Regions from separate parts of the Anas platyrhynchos genome. Here region 1 is linked to region 2. Evidence: chromatin contacts called from public Hi-C data. All regions are on one chromosome and are shown on one strand. The core of a region is the stretch at or near the end of the contact, and the rest is flanking DNA. Distances in the headings are between cores, read along the strand shown.

Region 1 (5,254 bases), core at 12-2,511, 160 kb before region 2:
ACAAGACTCAATAGTAAGTAAAAGCATGCAGCAGTTCTGTGTAGCACGGCCTCCTTGCAACAAAACCTTACCTCTGCGGCCATAGCCAAACACGGTGTTGCTGTTACCCCATCACTCCCCCTTCTTAATTGCTTCAGTGTCTGGTTTGAGGGTCATTCAAGATTTCAGTCTACTCAAGATGCAGCACCGAAAGTCATCTGTCTTAGTCTGCAACAGGGCTTTCTTTAATCTCATCCTTCAAAACAGCTCATTCCTTTCTTCAGATGATGGAGTTCATTAACCTTAATAACCCTTAAAGTCAGGCTTACCTTACACATTTCATCATCTTTCTTCTGTCTGTGCTTTCCTACCTATGGCCGGCGGCTTGCTTATTACATTTCCCTGCAGCCTGCTAATGAAGCCAGTCCTCCCCTTCCTTCCCCTGCCTCTCACACGCTGTCCCTACAGGCTGCTCTTACTTCATTCGAGCTCTTCTGACTTAATCCTAAATTAACATTCTCCCTAACGAGGTGCCACCACTCTGGCTGGACAGCCTCCAACACGCCCCTTAACCCACCATGCCCCAAGAGACCCGCCGCCACACTCCACCAAGCCCCGACCCCCCCCGTCCTGCTGCCCGGGCAGCCTGCAGGGCGTGCGGCCATCACCCCACAGCCCCCCGCTCCCTCACCACCACCGCCATCACCACAGCCATGGCCATGGCCCCCCATCACCGTGCGCGAATAACGAACAGACAGAGGCTGCTTTGGGTCAAGTTTGGGGTAACTTTATTAAAAGGACGGCTCGAAATGGGTCAAGTTTATTAAAATAACGACTCTACACAGGTTAAAGTTATTAAAATAACGAGGCGGGGAGGGGTGTGAAGGAAGGAGCGGGCTGCCCCCCCCCCCGTCGCGCTGTGATGACGCCACCGCCGCCCGGGCCGGGGCCGCGCCCCTCCGCCGCGCCGCCAGCAGGGGGCGCCCGAGCCCGCCCCGCGCCTCCCCGCCCCGCCCCGCCCCCCGGCGGCGGGTCACGTGCCCCGCGGCCCCGGCCCCGCCTCCCCGCCCGGTGCCGCCCCCCGCCCCCGGGAGGACCTTTCCCACAATGCCCCCGCGGGCGGGCCGGTTTGGAGGCGTCTCGCTGGCGGCCGCCACGCCGCCTCCCTCCCCCCTCTCCTCCCCCCCTCCCTCCCCGCGCAGCGCCCCCCCGCGGGCCCCGCCGGCAGCGCCCGGCCCCGTCCCGTCCCGTGGCGGCGGCGGCCATGTGGCCCGGCGCCCGCTGAGCCTGAGCCCGCTCCGCCGCCCGGCCCGCGGGGAGGCAGCGGCCAGGAGCCGGGCGAGGCCCCCGAGCGGCGGCGGCGGCGAGGCTGGGGGACGGCCGCGGGCTCCGCTCCATGCTGGGGACGGCGCCAGGTACGGCGGCAGCGGGGATGGGGAGCGCCCGGGGGGCGGCCCGGGCCCGGCGGGGCCTTCCCCTCCCGCAGGGCCTGACCCAGCCCGGCGGGAGGCTCCCGGGCCTGGGGGGGGCCGGCGGGGCCGCTGTGCCCCGCGGTGTCCTGCCCGTGCTGGGGCTGCGGGGCTGGGCTGTGCTGGGCTGGCCCCTGCGCGCGGTGTGTGCTGTGCTTTAATCTCAGGGAAGCGGAGCTGACTCTGGCGGCCGGTGCCGTGCTCGAGCACCGAGCTGCTGGCTCGCCGCCGGGTCGGAGCCGTGAGAGAGCTGCGGCTGCCCTCAGGAGTTCACTGCCTGCCTGCCCAAACCTTCCCCTGCGTGGGGCAGCGGGGAGGTCTCCAGTCTCTTGGTTTCTTCTTTCTCTAACCTAACAGTGAGATTCTTAAATGAAATGTCGGCGGCTAAAAGCTGCTGTTATTTGGCTGATCGTACAGGGTAAGCCGTGTCTCTTTCTTTCTCTTTTTTTAATTGGGAAGCTGTATTCGGAGATGCGCGTGCACAAAAAAGCCAGCATCCTCTTTTGCCATATGGAGAAACCTTGGAAAGGTTCCCAAGAACTTCTTCCAAACGTTTCCTTTAGAATTTTTGATGAATATAATGGCTTTTGTTTGCTTTCCTTAGAGGAGACGAGACAAATGTGGGGGGAGGGCAGGGTGGGTACTGTTTAGGATTTTACTAAAAGTTACGATGTCAAACTTCAGCAGGTTTTATCTCAGTAGTTTACAGTTGCTGATGCATTGACCTACAGAGTGATAGATGGCCCACGTCAGAAATTAACCAATTTTCTTTTATGGTCTACGTGACTTGAAGTTTGCCTCTGAATAGACAGAACGGGCAAGAACTCCTCAGAAAAACACCTCTTTCTCTCTCATCCAAATGGTCTCAAAACAGAATGTTCTTCAGGCCTTCTCTAAGAAAAGTAAAACTGGAGGCACTAGTTTATCTTGTGCTCGGATCACTTTAAGACAGGGAATGCTTCTCCAGGAATTTGGTGAGTTTTTTTCAACGTTAATTTGTACAGCTCAAGCACAATATGTGAAGGATCTTGAGTTTGACTCAACATGGAGATGTAAGTTTGTTGTTTTACAATTACTCAGCTGTCACTTTTAAACCACCCAGGAGATAAAGAGCTTCTTTTTGCTCTTGACTGACTGTAGTTTGAGTCACACTTCACGCATGAGTTTTAGCCTCTGGCTTTATAAAACTTGTGTATGGTTCTGCTTGTGATATGTAATGGTTCTGCTCTGGTTACAAACATCTGCTTTTACCTGTCACAGAGATTCCTTGCTGAATATTTGCAGTTTCCCATTCCCCTGAGTGTTCTAAAATGTGCAAAAACTGAAGTTAAAGTTTCCTATATATAGTAATTACCGTCAGGGTGGTTTGTTTCGGTTAATGTTGTGTATGGGGCGGAGTGGCAGAACGCTGTTGGAAAAAGTTGGATGGGCTGACTTGTGGTACCAGTACCAGAATTACTGAAACCTGGCCTCTTGAGTCCATGGCTTCAGCACTGTGATGTTCTTTTTTTACCAGCAATCTAAGGCGAGGGGTAAGAAATGTCCTTCCAGTTAACAGTAACAGAAACGTCTGGTCTAGTTTGTACTGACGTCCAAGCAGATTCCTCAGTGCTGACAACTTGTATGAATGAATTCTGAAATGCTTTTGAGATTAAAGTAGGTTTTATAAGTCTCAACATTGTTCTCTTTCTTTTCTGCCTATTTTGCCAACTTTGAGATAGAACGAGCTTTAAGGTATAAGTTTAACATGCGCATTAGAAACCTCTGATATTTATGGCTATAGTGTTATGTGGAGTGCCTCAGAACAAGGACTAGTTCGTGGCTTTTCAGCAGCATAGGCACGTTTTATTTCATACGTGTGTACTAGTCCGCTGTACCCTGAAGGGGAGCAACCTTAATCTGAGTGTGGTGACTTTTTTTTAAGCCAGCAGTGAGGTTGTGAGGTTGGTAAGTGAGGTTATAGGTACAGTTTGCAAGCTGAAAGCTGTGAACATCTCTTTGTGGGTCTGCAGGCTGCTTGCTTCTGGTGTCCTGAACCGCCTGAGCACGGATGTTCCTGTGAGTAGGAAGTTAGCGGTGTGCAGTCGTGAAATAACAAACGAAGGGCTGCAGCTGGTGGGAGGTGAATGCGTGCATCTTTTAACGTTCAGCTGTCCATCACATCCCTGTGTCTAGGTCTGATGGTGTGCTGAAGGCCGAGTGACTGTAGGAGGGACTCAAAGGCTGAATATGCATGATCTGTACTTCCGTGGCCCACACCAGATGCAACAAACAGTTTTTCCCCGACAGTTTTGTTTTGTTGTTTTTAAAAGCCTGTTGATTGTAGAAACATACTGCTTTACTACTGCTTATTTTTATGGCACTTCTGATTGTTTCTCCAACTAAACGGCTTAAGGAAAACTAATTAAACTTAACCAAATGTGAAAGTTGTCATTTCTGGGCTGGCAAAGTTGTTAGCTGACATGACAAAGGATGATCAAAATACTGCATCTAATTATCTACTAAGTAGCAAGATTAAAATGAACTTGTATTAAAGGCATTTAGTAAGGTCACAAATACATGTACACATGTAGGCATATCTTCACGTTGCATTTGTATACATAGTGATAAAATGAATATTTTTACCCCTTCACTTCTTATTATTACGTAACACTTTCTATAAATTATCTTGATGTAATGCTAGCATTACTTTTTTTTTTTTCCCCCAAAGGAATGCAAAATTTGAGTTTTGATGTTAATAATAATCCAGATATTGGATTATTTTAATTAGAAATTATTTGTCAATCTTCTATAAAGCAATTTTTTTTATATACCATAGTATATTTGTGTTTGAAGGGGGGTAAGGATGACTTGGTTGATGGTCCCTATGTTAGGTCACAGTTTGGTACAGGGAATAATCAGTGTGCAACCCATGCTTATTCCATCATCACAGCAACTGTCTTTGACTCTGTGGCTAGTGGCATTCTTAAATTTCTGAGATTATTTCAGTTTCTTTCACACACATACCTGTACAATAAAAATATGTATGAATGAGGATGTAGAGAGAACTGGAGAAAAAGCTTGCTTTTTGCTCTCAAGCAGAATATTAAAGAAATAAGTCTTGCAGAAGCTGTTATCTAAAGCCTAATGCTGTGGCAAATAGCAGTATCTGGTCACTTTTTCTAATAGATGCTAATAATCATCTCTGTCTTAATGCAGATGTTATTTAAGGATTGGTGAACTCCCATTAAAATGCAGTCTTTTTTCATCTGCTATTAGGTCTGTAAGCACTGCTTAGCTGTGATCTTCCATCAAGGATACTATCTGCGAGTAAACCTGACTGACGCATTCAGTGTTTGGAACTTTTCCAAACTAGTATGAAATTGCCTGGAAACGTCAAGTGCATTAACACGTGTCTCTCTTCTTGCTACTTGGCTTTTATTAGGCTGCCAACAGTAACAGTGAGTGGGAAATCCCTGAGATCAGCATCTGGATAGAAGTCCTCGCGAACGTCCATACCTTTTGATAGCACCGCAGGACAGAGCTGCAGCAGGGAAGATTTCTGCCTTTGAAATGGAGAATTTTACATGAAACTAAGCCATAATAATACTTGACACTTGTGTTCTCAGGTAGCATCTGAAGACAGATGAGCAGTGTTAATTAGGCTGTTCGCTGCCTAGAACAAATTACTTCAGTGATTCTGAAGATACAAGGAGAGACAATGAAACACTCTGCCTTCTGTACTCTGTCACTGAATAATCACATCTGTGCAGTTCTGCTTGTCTTAAATGTTCTTAGTTTGCTGCTTGTGATACAAGAGGTAGTGG
Region 2 (5,932 bases), core at 792-3,291:
TTTAAAATAAAGGCAGGCGAGGCGGGGAGGGGGCGCCCCCTGGGCTGCGGGGTGCGGGGGAGCGGGGGAGCCCTCCCGATGGGTCCCCCCGCGGCAGCTCCCCAGCCACAGAGAGGCCTTTCTTTTGAGGCCTACATTTCTGTCCCTAGCCTTGAAGCCTAAAGATGGCTATTTGATTACACACCGTCTTGGGTGCCCCTTTTGTTATTTTTCCCCGGGAAGGGCTCGGAGGGCAGCGCCTGGCCCCCCCCCGGCCGCGAGGCTCGTTCCCTAGCCCATGCTCCGTGCCGATTATCGATGTTAAACATGCCCGCTAATTTTGAGTTGCACTAAAACTGCGCTCAGACTCTCTCCTCTCTCCGTCTCTCCCTCTCAGAGGCGCACACACAAGCTGCGACCACAGGCGACACAAACTGCCCCTCACGGCCCCGAACGCCCCGCTCCCCCCTCGCCTTCCCCCGGCGACGGGGGGCAGGGGGCCGGGGCCCGGCCGGGGGCGGGGGGGGGGCCGGCCAGGGGCTCCGCCGGACCCCCGGATCCCCCTCCATCGCTCCGCCGACAAGGCCAAGGCACCAACCTGCCTGCCTGCTTGCTTCCTTCTTCCACCCCCCACCTTCTCTAACCGGCTTTAAATAGGACGGTTCCCGGCCACCCCGGCTCCCCCCGCCGCCCCCGGGGGTCAGAGGAGACTTTTGGGAAGAGGTTAGCGGGAGGGAAAGCCAAATTAAAACTTCCACTCACCTTCCCAAATCCGCCTAAAGTGGTGACTCTGGTGTAGAGAGCGTGAAGATCCAGCTCCTTCCCACCCACCACAGGGATCTTCTTAAAAGGAGACCTGCCAAAGGAGATACACACAAAACACCACAACTTGTCAGCTCTGCCCCCTTTTCTCCCCTCGCTGGGGCTGCCGTGTCCTTCAGGGAAGGGGCTGGAAGTTGGATCTGGTCGGTTTAAAAGCCTCCCCCCCTCCCGTTCCATCTCCCCATTTTCCTCACCCTCTGCTGTGGTGAAACTGCCGCAGCTCGTCCAGGAAAGCGAGTCCCTTTCTCCGCTGGTCTGCGTGGTTTTTACCCGTCGAATTTGCCATTTTTGTAATAAAAAAGGTCCTCTTAAAAAAAAAATCCAATTTAAAAAAAAAAACGGCCGACAACAACAACAACAATCCCCGGCTCCTCCTTGTCTTTAAGAGACCCAGGTGCCCGTGCTCGGCCGGGGATCAGCCATGGAGAGGGGCTTGTTTAAAAAAAAGTTTAAAAGGAATAAGGGAGCCCAGAGAGTGTGGTAATTGCGAGTCCTGTCTCCACACAACACACAGGCAAAGAGACAGGGAGGGAGAGGGGCACCTCTCAGTAATTCCTCCTCCCGCTGCTGCTGCCTCTCTCAGCACCACGAACCCAACCGATCCAGCCTGCACATGAGACTCAACATGGTGCTGCTGGATCACACAATGAATTGGGTTACTGTTGTGGTGGGGTGGGGGGGGAGCCGGAGTGAGGTATTGACAGTGTGTGTGTGTTACAGCCGCGGCTCCATGCGATCTCCCTCTCCCTCGCTCGCTCCCTCGCTCGCTCTCTCGCACACACACACTGTACAGCTACGGCGGCGGCGGCGGTGGCGGCGGCAGCAGGATTCACTTCTCTTCTCTCTCAGACAAAAAGATCTGAGGCCGCCGTGCTTCTGCCTGGACGAGAGCGCAACACAGCGGGCCCCGCAGGCCGCTCCCGGTACTGCACGAGGCAGCTCCGAAGGCAAAAGCCAGCGCAGCCCCAGCAAGCAGTTCCTGGCGGGGAACAATAGGCTCCTCTCGCCGCTAAGGGCTCATCTGCAATGTGCCGCAAACTTCACACAAAGCCGGGCGGAAAGAGGCGAGGGAGAGGGAGAAGAGGGGAGGAAAAAAACGGCTACTACCGGTTGTTGCAGGGCCGGGGGCCGGGGAAACGCGCCCTCCGCGCCGGGCTCGCCACGGCGGCCGCTCCCCGCTCGCTGCTCCGGGGGGAGGGCAGCAGAGGTGGGCTCGCAGAGCGGAGCGGGGCCGTGGTGTTTTTTTTTTTTTTTTTTCCTCCTTTTTTTTTTTTTTTTTTTTTTTTTTTTTTAATCGGGCTCACGCCGAGCGCCTCGAGTTCAAGGGGTGGATGGGTGGGGGGTGGGGGGGAGAGAGAGAAAAACAACAACGGAAGGGGGCACTGGCGGATTTTGACTTTTGAAAAACTTTGTGGAGTCCCCCGGCCCGAGGTGTTCCCAAGGACAGGAAATCTCCCCGGGCAGCGCGGGGTGGGGGCGGGGAGGCGCTGTGCGGCAGGGCCGGCCGGAGCCCCCCGCTCCGGGCCGAGGGGGCTCCAAACTTCCCCGAAGAGGAGCCTTCCCCAGCAGGGCTGCCCCGGGGAGGTTTGCCAGCAGGGGCCTGAACTCTGCCTCGCTCCATAAATATATATATATATTTTTTTCCCTCTCAGAGGCGCTCTGCCCTGTAAGCAAAGAGCTTTAGGGCTGCTCTACTCAATCTAAGCCGCATATATGTTTCTGTGTATCGCTTAAAGTGTAGAATTATGCAAGGAGAAAGGCCTCGGCCCTCACCCTGGGCTGGCGGTAGCCAAAAGCGGCGGCCCGCTCTCCCCTTTGCATATGGCGCGCGCAGTATTTGTAAATATTTTCCTCATCACGTGTATCCAGCGCCTGGGAGCCCAGGGGAGAACCTGCACTGCGGTCACACCTGCGGAGCAGGTGGGAGCAGAAGGGGCCTGCGCAGCCAGTGGTGCCTGCTGTCCAAAATCCGCTCCCCAGCTGAAGCGGTGGGGTCCAGGCAGGCATTTGTCTTTCCCTACAAGTAAACAGAGCTCCAGGTGAGCGCCTGTCCCAGTTTAAGGGGCGCTGAAGGAGCGTGGGTCCCTCACAACCAGCACACAGAAATTCAGGGCCAGATTGGGCCTTTAGTTTTCTTTAAGCAGAACTCCTCATTAAAGTCAGTAAGGAGCTCTGTTTTGAAATCAATGGCACATTATGGCCCCAAGTGAGCACTTAAGGGAGAACTATAATTCCTTTCTATTCCATGTACTAACTAACTTCAGGAAATAAAACATTTTTTTGAGGATTTTTTGTTTTTCTTTTTGACTTGAATGCTGTTTCAGCTTGAATATAAAAAGACAGAAATAGAGCAAGATGGTTGGTAAGATTTGTCCTTGGGTCACACTTATGGGGGGGGAACAGGGGGGGTAGAAAAGAGATCCCTCGGTTTCAAATCAATAAATATTGAAAATTGCCCTCTCTGCGCGGATGGGCTGGTGGTGCGTCAATTTCAATGCAAGGCGAGCAGTGTCTGTCCCCTGTAGCCTTGGGTGCCCCCCCTGCCCCCCAGGCTTGAAGGAGAGCTGCAGCAAGCCCCTGCCTGTGACACTTCGCGTCCCTGCGATTTCAGCAGCAGGCTCCCAAAGCCGGGATAACGCGAACGGGCGAGGCTTAAAACAAACAAGCGATTGAGGGGGCTAAGCCGCTCGCTCGGGCACACGCAGCTAAACCTTCCTTCGCGGGAGAGGGCGGTGGTTTTTAATCTCGCCTCCAAATTCCTCCCGAGCGGGGGGTCTCCCCTCGGCGAGGGGCGGGCGGCGGAGGTGAGTGGGTGGCGGAGCAGAGCGGAGCGGGGCGGACAGACGAGGCGAGGTGAGGTGAGGTGGGTCTCCATGCTCGGCAATTGCGCACGGTCCCTTACGTAACCGCCAGCTGGGGATTCCCTGGAGGGGGTCACTTTATTCAACCATTACACGGACCCCGGCCGCCGCCGCCGCCGCCCCGCCGCGCCCGGGGCCGCCGCCGGCCGAGGCTGGGACTGGGGCTGGGGCTGGGGCCGGGGCTGCGGCTCCGGCTGCAGGCAGCGCGGCGGCGGCGGCGGCTCCTCACAAAATGGCGGCGCCCATGGAAGCGGCGGCAGCCCCATTTTGTGCCCGGCAGAGCCTGTCAACAAAACGCCGACTTGGCCGAGGCTGAGGGAACAGAAGGCGGCGGCTTCGCTCGCGTTACGGCGCGGAGGGAGGAGAGCGGAGGATTTTCACCGCCCTCCCGCCGCCGAGAGGAGACTTTTCTACCAAGTGTGCGCGGGGGGGGGGGGGGGGCGGGCAGGGAGGGAGGAGAGGGGGGACGCCAGCAGCCAGCGAGTCAGCGGCTGCCTCAGCCCGGAGCTGCGGCGCGGGGGAGGGGAGGGGAAGGGAGGGGTAGAGAAGGGAAGGGAAGGGAAAAGGAGGCAGGCGGCGGCCTCGGCGCTGCCCGCACCGGCTGCGGGGCTCAGCTCGCCCCCGTCCGAGGGCTCCGGGGGCTGCGGGAGCACGGCCCGGCCCGGCGGGGGCTGCCCGGGCGGGAGGCGCTGTTGGCGGCGCAGCCCGGGCGGAGGGGACCGTGCCCGTGGGATTCTGGCGAACCTGTACTGAATGACAGGACGATCTGGCTCCTCGTGTAGCTAACTAGGTCACTGTCAGCACTTAATTACTGTTTGTTTCATTTTAGTGCGTGCCTTATGCATAAACCGGCTATTAGGCTGATGCTTCAAGTAACACTATCCAGCACCAAGGTACAAAATGTCTGTATTGGGCTCTGATCTTGTGATGCCAGCTCGGTGATAATTGCTGTTTTACATTAACCATGTCTGCCTTTCCGTAGCTTGCTTCTTTAGCCTGTACCTGGAATAGATGGAGATCCCATGCGATATGGCTGCAATTTGTATTATACCACCTGTTTGGCTGTTTTTGTGATGATGGGGGCTCCCCTCTCCTTTGAGGTAGAGGAAGGGTTTATGAATTAAGGCCTTTTTTTTCCTTATTTACCTGATTTAATATTGCATGTGTTTTAATTATACCTAAATAAAAGCATTAACCTATTTTATTGTTGAAGTGATAACTATTAATGTGCTAATATTACATTAGTATTTTAAAATTAGAAATATAGCTTGTTGCATATTAAAGGCTCGAGGATGAAATGTAGGTTAAAAGATTTTTAAAAAATCCTGCTGCTTTTTTAAAAATCAATTTATTGATCTCTGTATAGTACCTGTCAATGCATTTTGAATTCATTTAATTGTAAAATAAAATCTGTATTATTATAAACTGTTTATGAAAGTTAATATATACAATGGATTTTGGTGTGTAAATATTACATGTGGAATCAGCGTAGTTGCAGACAGTACAGATCCGGTAATTGAATTGTCACTGTTCAGTAGTGGTGGTGTCTTTTTTTTGGGGAGGGGTGGGGGGAGGAGATGTCTTTTTGTTTTTTTTTTTTTTTTTAAGTACAACTGTGTCAACAATTGTTGTATTCTAGTAGCTGTATCCCATGTTGCAGTTTCAAGCTTTTTTTTTTTTTTTTTTTCTTTCCCCAAATCTTTAATATTAAATTCTGTGCTTATTACCTGTCTGCCCAACTGTTACTATCCAGAGCAGGCCACAATTGTTCTTGTCAGTTGCCCACTAACTGCATTTGCTTTCTGGTGGGTGAAATATTCTTGCTCATTTCCATTTTCATTTCTGTTGTGCTGCTGTTGAATTGTGGCAACATTACATTTTGATTAGAGTAACTAGTATCACTAGCTGAATGCTACTTACATTAAATAGTAAACTGTAAATCCTTAGAAACAGAAGTTAGTGTATTTTGTTTGTGTGCATGCACTGGTGCATGTGTGTATATATATATATATGTTTTTTTGGAAAATGCATCCTATTAAATGGACGAGAGGAGAGAGTAAATCCCCTCAAGACTGCAGACAGTCATGTATAATGAAGGTGCAGTCTGAAAATAAACACAAGAATTACTGGATGAACACCTGGTAGAGGAGAAAGGGTCAGAAAAACAGTGGTAAATTTTAGTGACATTCATCTCAACCAGTTTTAATAACAAATGTAAAAGGGCTGAATTTAACCATGTATGTTAGATGTCACTGTTTGCTCAGCTTGCT

Evidence for each region. Hi-C and Micro-C count contacts between places; a contact is called where the count stands out from the background.
Region 1: a Hi-C map of subcutaneous adipose tissue shows a contact between it and region 2, with 1.9 times the contacts expected there. The contact joins the promoter of SCAF11 here to the promoter of ARID2 in region 2. A contact is called at or near these places in 2 of 8 Hi-C or Micro-C datasets (skeletal muscle and subcutaneous adipose tissue).

Annotation. Positions count from the first base shown.
Region 1 is chr1:32,713,740-32,718,993 of IASCAAS_PekinDuck_T2T, reverse strand. It overlaps SCAF11 (SR-related CTD associated factor 11), which reads left to right and starts at 1,261. Exons shown (of 15, transcript XM_072034133.1): 1 at 1,261-1,394. It overlaps LOC106017383 (a long non-coding RNA gene), which reads right to left and starts at 744. Exons shown (of 2, transcript XR_003497046.3): 1 at 72-744.
Region 2 is chr1:32,557,584-32,563,515 of IASCAAS_PekinDuck_T2T, reverse strand. ARID2 (AT-rich interaction domain 2) reads right to left here and starts at 2,041. Exons shown (of 21, transcript XM_005009952.5): 1 at 996-2,041; 2 at 742-835. The coding sequence starts at 1,087. It overlaps LOC113843579 (a long non-coding RNA gene), which reads left to right and starts at 2,095. Exons shown (of 5, transcript XR_011807233.1): 1 at 2,095-3,605; 2 at 4,492-4,555. It overlaps LOC106017421 (a long non-coding RNA gene), which reads left to right and starts at 4,562. Exons shown (of 4, transcript XR_011807242.1): 1 at 4,562-5,932.